Regions from separate parts of the Gossypium hirsutum genome. Here region 2 is linked to region 1. The links are chromatin contacts, called in public Hi-C maps. All regions are on one chromosome and are shown on one strand. Each heading gives the region's core, a stretch centred on a gene start, on an enhancer-like site or on the middle of the called end of the contact. The rest is flanking DNA. Distances are from core to core; before and after follow the strand shown.

Region 1 (2,935 bases), core at 171-2,670:
ACATCCGAAGCCTGCTCGGTATCATTCATAATTTTTTTAGTTCTAACATGTGTAGCATTAACATATCTAGAAATACAGATTCAAAATCTATAGAGAAACCATTATCTAAAAGCAGCCACACTGGTTTAGCTTTCAGCCGCGCTTGTGACCATCTAAGAACACTAATTCCACAATGTAAACAAAACAAGCATACAAGAAAAAAATGCATGAAAAATACATAAAACATGAAAAGTTACCGGCACTTTAAGGATGTTAAGGCAGTAATGAAGTCCAACCAGGTTAAGCAAAACATTCAGCTTTGGTTTGAGCAGCAACATTTGAACATCTTTAAACCCGAACCCCATCAATTTCAGGCATTCAATCGCTTTCAGATAGTCATTGACCTGGATTGATTCGGATTGCAAACATTTTTCTACAAATTTAACAACCGAATCAGCTTGATCCTTCATCTCCTTGTGCTGCTTTATGTAAAATCCCCTCCAACCCTACCATCATTTTTAATTTTTTTTCTCAACAATTTTCATATCAATACAAACAATTGAATTTGCCTAACATATTTAATTACATGTATTTACTTCAACACTAATAGTTTCAACTTGAATGATAAACTGGAAAAGAACTCGAAACACCCATTGCAATTAAGCCAAAACCAACAATTCCAAAGCTAAATTACCATAAATAAAACTTAAAAAAGAAAAAACCTTGAAGTCGGGGTCTTTCAAGACATCTTCATATAAAAGAGGCCATCTTTGTTTAAATAAGGGTTCCCATAAACAATCGGAGCCCCATAAATCCCTCCAGACCCGAGAACAACAACTCAAGCAGGAAAGATCAGTCACCTAAAAACCAGACGACCCGGAAACCATGTTTAGATTCCACCGATACCCAGAAAGAAGAAAAGAAAGGATGGAAATGAAGAGGAAGCAAATTACCTCAAGGGAAGAAGCAATTTTGAGAGCTACATCGTTTGGGATTGAACTGTATGTATAATCAGATTCATTCATGGTTTTGTTTTTTTTTTATCGGCTAAAACTGAAAGATAAAAATTAATGATTGATAATATAATTTTATTTTTCGTATGGGAATTTGTGTTCTTCTTCAAGTGAATATTGAAGTTAAGAATCAGACAGTCTTACCTATTATTGATTCTTGTAATCAACAATATGAATGAAACAGCGTCGTTTCAGCTTTCAACTACAAGATTTGTCCCTGGGCTAATGGTCTTTTTGGGCCTAATATTTATAACACTACATATGCATATATAAAAAGGCCTTTTCAGTTCTTGGCCACAGACAGCCCATTGGACCCAGGGACTAAGAAAGAAAGTTTGAAAAGTTCAGGGGATGAAATTAATATTTATCACTATCTATGGAGAAAATGAGCAATTCTATATAATTCTTTTTCAGCTGGGGCTATCACCAATGTTATCCACCACCAATCTTCATTAGATTTTTCTTTTGGCTGGAGGAACTTTACTGACCATGAAAACCCCCAATCTCGTTCATCATTCACCTCAAATGTTCCCACATTTTCTTTCCCTTTCTCTCTTTAATTTCGAGTGACAAAGACCAGTTTCCCCAGATTTCTCTTCTTAGGTGAAAAAAAATGTCACTTTGTTTATCTTTCAATGCCTTCACTGTTCACTCACCAAAGTCCCAAACTCACAAAACACGTTTCAGTTCTCAGTTCATCAATCAAATCCAGGTAAAACCAGCTCCTTTTACTTCAAAATCAATACCCTTTAATGTAGAAAGGTTTAAACTTGTTAAAGCTTTAGCAACAAAGCCTGTTCAAACAGCTGTATCAGCTTCATTTAGAAACAAGAACCCAAAAGACATCAATGTTTTGGTGGTGGGTTCTACCGGTTATATTGGGAAATTTGTGGTGAAAGAGTTGATCAATAGAGGGTTTAATGTTATAGCCATTGCTAGGGAAAGAAGTGGGATTAGAGGCAAAAACAGCAAGGAAGATACTTTGAGTGATTTAAATGGAGCTAATGTATGTTTCTCTGATGTCACCAATTTAGACATTTTTGAGAAATCTGTGAAAAATTTAGGGTTTCCCATTGATGTTGTTGTCTCTTGTCTTGCTAGCCGTACTGGTGGTGTTAAGGATTCATGGAAAATTGATTATGAAGCTACAAAGAACAGCCTTGTTGCTGGTAAGAACTTCGGGGCTTCACATTTTGTGTTGCTATCTGCCATTTGTGTCCAAAAACCCCTCCTCGAATTCCAGCGAGCTAAGCTGAAATTTGAGGCCGAATTGATGAAAGAAGCCGAAGGAGATGACGGGTTTACTTACAGTATTGTTAGGCCAACTGCATTCTTTAAGAGTTTAGGGGGTCAAGTTGACTTAGTGAAAGATGGAAAGCCTTATGTGATGTTTGGTGATGGCAAATTATGTGCTTGTAAGCCAATTAGTGAACAAGATTTGGCTTCCTTCATTGCAGATTGTGTTTTGAAAGAGGATAAGATTAATCAGATTTTGCCGATAGGCGGTCCTGGGAAGGCATGGACACCATTGGAGCAAGGGGAGATGTTGTTTAAGCTTGTAGGGAAGGAACCAAAGTTCTTGAAAGTGCCTATTGGGATCATGGACTTTGCCATTGGGATTCTCGACTTCCTTGTTAAGATCTTCCCTTCAATGGAAGATGCCGCTGAGTTTGGTAAAATCGGAAGATATTACGCTGCCGAAAGTATGTTGATTTTGGATCCCGAAACAGGAGAATACAGTGCCGAGAAAACACCGAGCTATGGAACCGATACGTTGGAAGAGTTCTTCGCGAGAGTGCTGAGGGAAGGGATGGCTGGTCAGGAATTAGGTGAACAATCCATCTTTTGAAAGCTGATTGCTTCATTGAGTGAACCAGTTTTGTATTAGAACATGATTTGAGGTATAAGCAGCTTTCCCTAACCTTAAAAAAGATCTAAAACTA
Region 2 (2,856 bases), core at 273-2,772, 140 kb after region 1:
CAAAATCCAGAATAGTTCAAAACAACCCAATGAGAAATGCAAATTATTGAATACGACTGAATATGAAATAAAAAATCAGCCACAAATACCATTACAAAGTAAAAGAATGGGATTGAATCTAAGAACTTAGAACCAAGCATGATAAGGTAAGAAATGGGATATAAAGGTGTTAAGTACATACCGCACTTTTTGCAATGAAAAAAGTTATCACGACCTCCGACTCTGTATCAAAAATCATTCGATTAAGTCTCATAGCTTGAATTCAAGCAATCAAGATGAAAATAATAGCCATATATGCTTAAAACTTGGTAAATAACCTGCAGATCCCACAATCATGGCAATGAAAGTGCTCCTTCTCGGTCTGCATCAGATGTAACCGAACAGTAAACATTAATGGAAAGAAATAAACATTATATAGTAAAACACACAAGGATCAAACGCCTATCCATTCCTTATATCTTAAGTACTTACATCATCATCAAAGAACATGCAAATTGCACAGAAATATTCTCCCATGTTGACACCACAATTTGAACAAAGTAGAGCGACCTACGCAACATAAAAAACCAACACCAAAAGTGAAAACATAAACCAAAGAAAAGGGTCCATTTGTGTCTTAAAAGATACAAATCTGAAACACAAACCGGCTGCTCTGTGTCACAAACCGAACAAATAACCTACACAGAAACAAATTGGCACGAAAAGCACATATCATTAACATGATTAACTTGAAAAGAGAAAGACAATAAATTGAAAGAAAAGAAAAACACAGCGATTTTCAATTTCGTACTTGTTTAACGTCTTGGCGAACAATCTCGTGCCTGTCCATGGGGTTCTTTAACATGCTCTGAAGAACCAATAAGTGAATCCAAATACAATGAATACGCAGAACAAGAAATTGCATAAACAGTCAGAAACGAGGGAACTTTCAGCTTAAAACATAGAAAAAAAAAGGGGGGGGATGCAGAAAAAATGACGAAAACGAATACCGAAGCCTCATTGTGGCAATGGCGACACCAAAAAACCTCGTTGCAACAGGGAGCTCGAATCTTACATCTCCTCCTATAATGTTGGCATCTATAAAAAGCAAAAACAAACAAACCCAATGAATCATTGATGGAAAAGACCCAAAAAAAAAAAACAAAAAAGGGATAAGAAGAAAGAAGAGATACCCATATCCCATCTTCCCAAAATGAAGGCGTTCATTGGCTGAAGAGGCCTCCATCTCCAGGAGAATTGGAAGACAAATTTTGTTCTTTTCTTCTCGGATTATCCAGAGGAAACCCAGAAAGAAGAGGGGGTTTCCTGAATTGGAAGATGGGATCTAAATTTTCTTGGATTGTCGTGGATTCTTAAATGAAGAGAAAAGAATGCCAACCCCCGCCTTCAAAGGGGCACTCGTTTATATAAATATATAAAAATATATATATTTAATATAACAATAGCTATCTTACATTAAAAGGCAATAGTAATTATTGAATAATAGAAATAATGAGATTCTGTTGGGAGAGAGAGACAGAGAAAGGATAAGGTGGGGGGAGTGCCTGCCAGTGATGACTTTAAGAGAAAGGGACCAGTCGCCGCAGTGTCAGCGAATCGTGTTTCAGTCCGTAATTTTTCTTTTGGGGGGCATTTTAACAAACATGTGCAAGCGCTTTTTGTTTCCATTCAACTTGAAGCTGAATCCAAAAATTGTTCTTCCTTCATATCAATTGATTAAACTTAAAACCTGAATTATGGTTTTCCTTATTGCATTATCCAAAGAAAAACATGAATAACAGGTTGAGTATTTTTCAGAAAAAAAAATCTAGATTCAAAGGTTAGAGATGATATCATTGAGAGGTATGAATAGAAACATAGAGACTAGAATAAAAAATTTAAATTCTACTAAATTAAAATACATTGATTACATTTTCAATTTAATTTGCGATTTAACTTTTCTTATTTATATAATATTATTACTATCATTAATCTCATATTTTAGTTTATTAAGTTAAAAAAAGGAATCTTTTAGTGATAAATTAATGAAAAATTAAAAAAAATTGATAAATATAATTTCCTTTTTAAGTGACAAAAAACTTTTGAGTTTTGGATTTACATTAAAAATTACGTCGCTCGACTAATGAACTTTTAAATGTATTTAAATTTAGGCATAATAATAATTAAATAGAATAAACCCTAAAGTAAAATTAGTTTAATTCAAATTTTGTTTATTTTAACACATTATTTATGAGCGGTAGAGTTCATGTTGATGGTCACAAAACACAATAATAATTATTATTACAAATTTTATTATATTCGTATGCACGTAGAAACTAATGATGATTTAGAATATAGTTGTATGTTTAAAAATAATATCTAATAAATAATGAAACGTATGATTTAAAATTAATTAATTATAATAACATATAAAATATGTACGATATTAAAATAAAAAAATTAGATTAAATTGTGAGTAAAATAAAAAAAACTAAAATGCCTTTAGATAATATAACTTATTTTAATATAAAATGATATTTTTGTAATTTCTCTAACAGTGTTGGTGCTCGGTTGCCTCATAAGACCAACCCAATACGAGATTTTATTAATATAGTATAGATAAATGATAGAGATAATGAATTGTGTATATTAAAATAAAAATGTATAAAATAGATCAAAATAAAGCTTTGTTTAAGTAATAAATTTAATATTTTATCAATCTAATTAGCGTGGGTTCAAATGCCGATCATATGCATTTTCTTTATTAAAAATAAAAACATTAAAGTACCATAGAATAATATAACATATTTTAATTATGAAAAAATATTTTTGTAATTTTCTTAACAAGCTTTCCGTAATTTCCCTAATTGAGTTAGT

What was found. Hi-C and Micro-C count contacts between places; a contact is called where the count stands out from the background.
Region 2: a Hi-C map of leaf shows a contact between it and region 1, with 3 times the contacts expected there. The contact joins the promoter of LOC107913654 here to the promoter of LOC107913651 in region 1. A contact is called at or near these places in 2 of 34 Hi-C or Micro-C datasets (both in leaf).

The regions. Positions count from the first base shown.
Region 1 is chrD10:48,465,906-48,468,840 of Gossypium_hirsutum_v2.1, forward strand. LOC107913651 (divinyl chlorophyllide a 8-vinyl-reductase, chloroplastic) reads left to right here and starts at 1,421. Exons shown (of 1, transcript XM_016842302.2): 1 at 1,421-2,935. The coding sequence starts at 1,606. The coding sequence ends at 2,841. LOC107913648 reads right to left here and starts at 1,160. Exons shown (of 4, transcript XM_016842298.2): 1 at 933-1,160; 2 at 702-839; 3 at 237-485; 4 at 1-11. The coding sequence starts at 1,004.
Region 2 is chrD10:48,601,692-48,604,547 of Gossypium_hirsutum_v2.1, forward strand. It overlaps LOC107913654 (E3 ubiquitin-protein ligase MIEL1), which reads right to left and starts at 1,523. Exons shown (of 12, transcript XM_016842305.2): 1 at 1,173-1,523; 2 at 990-1,077; 3 at 791-847; 4 at 645-677; 5 at 472-549; 6 at 318-361; 7 at 182-222. The coding sequence starts at 1,225.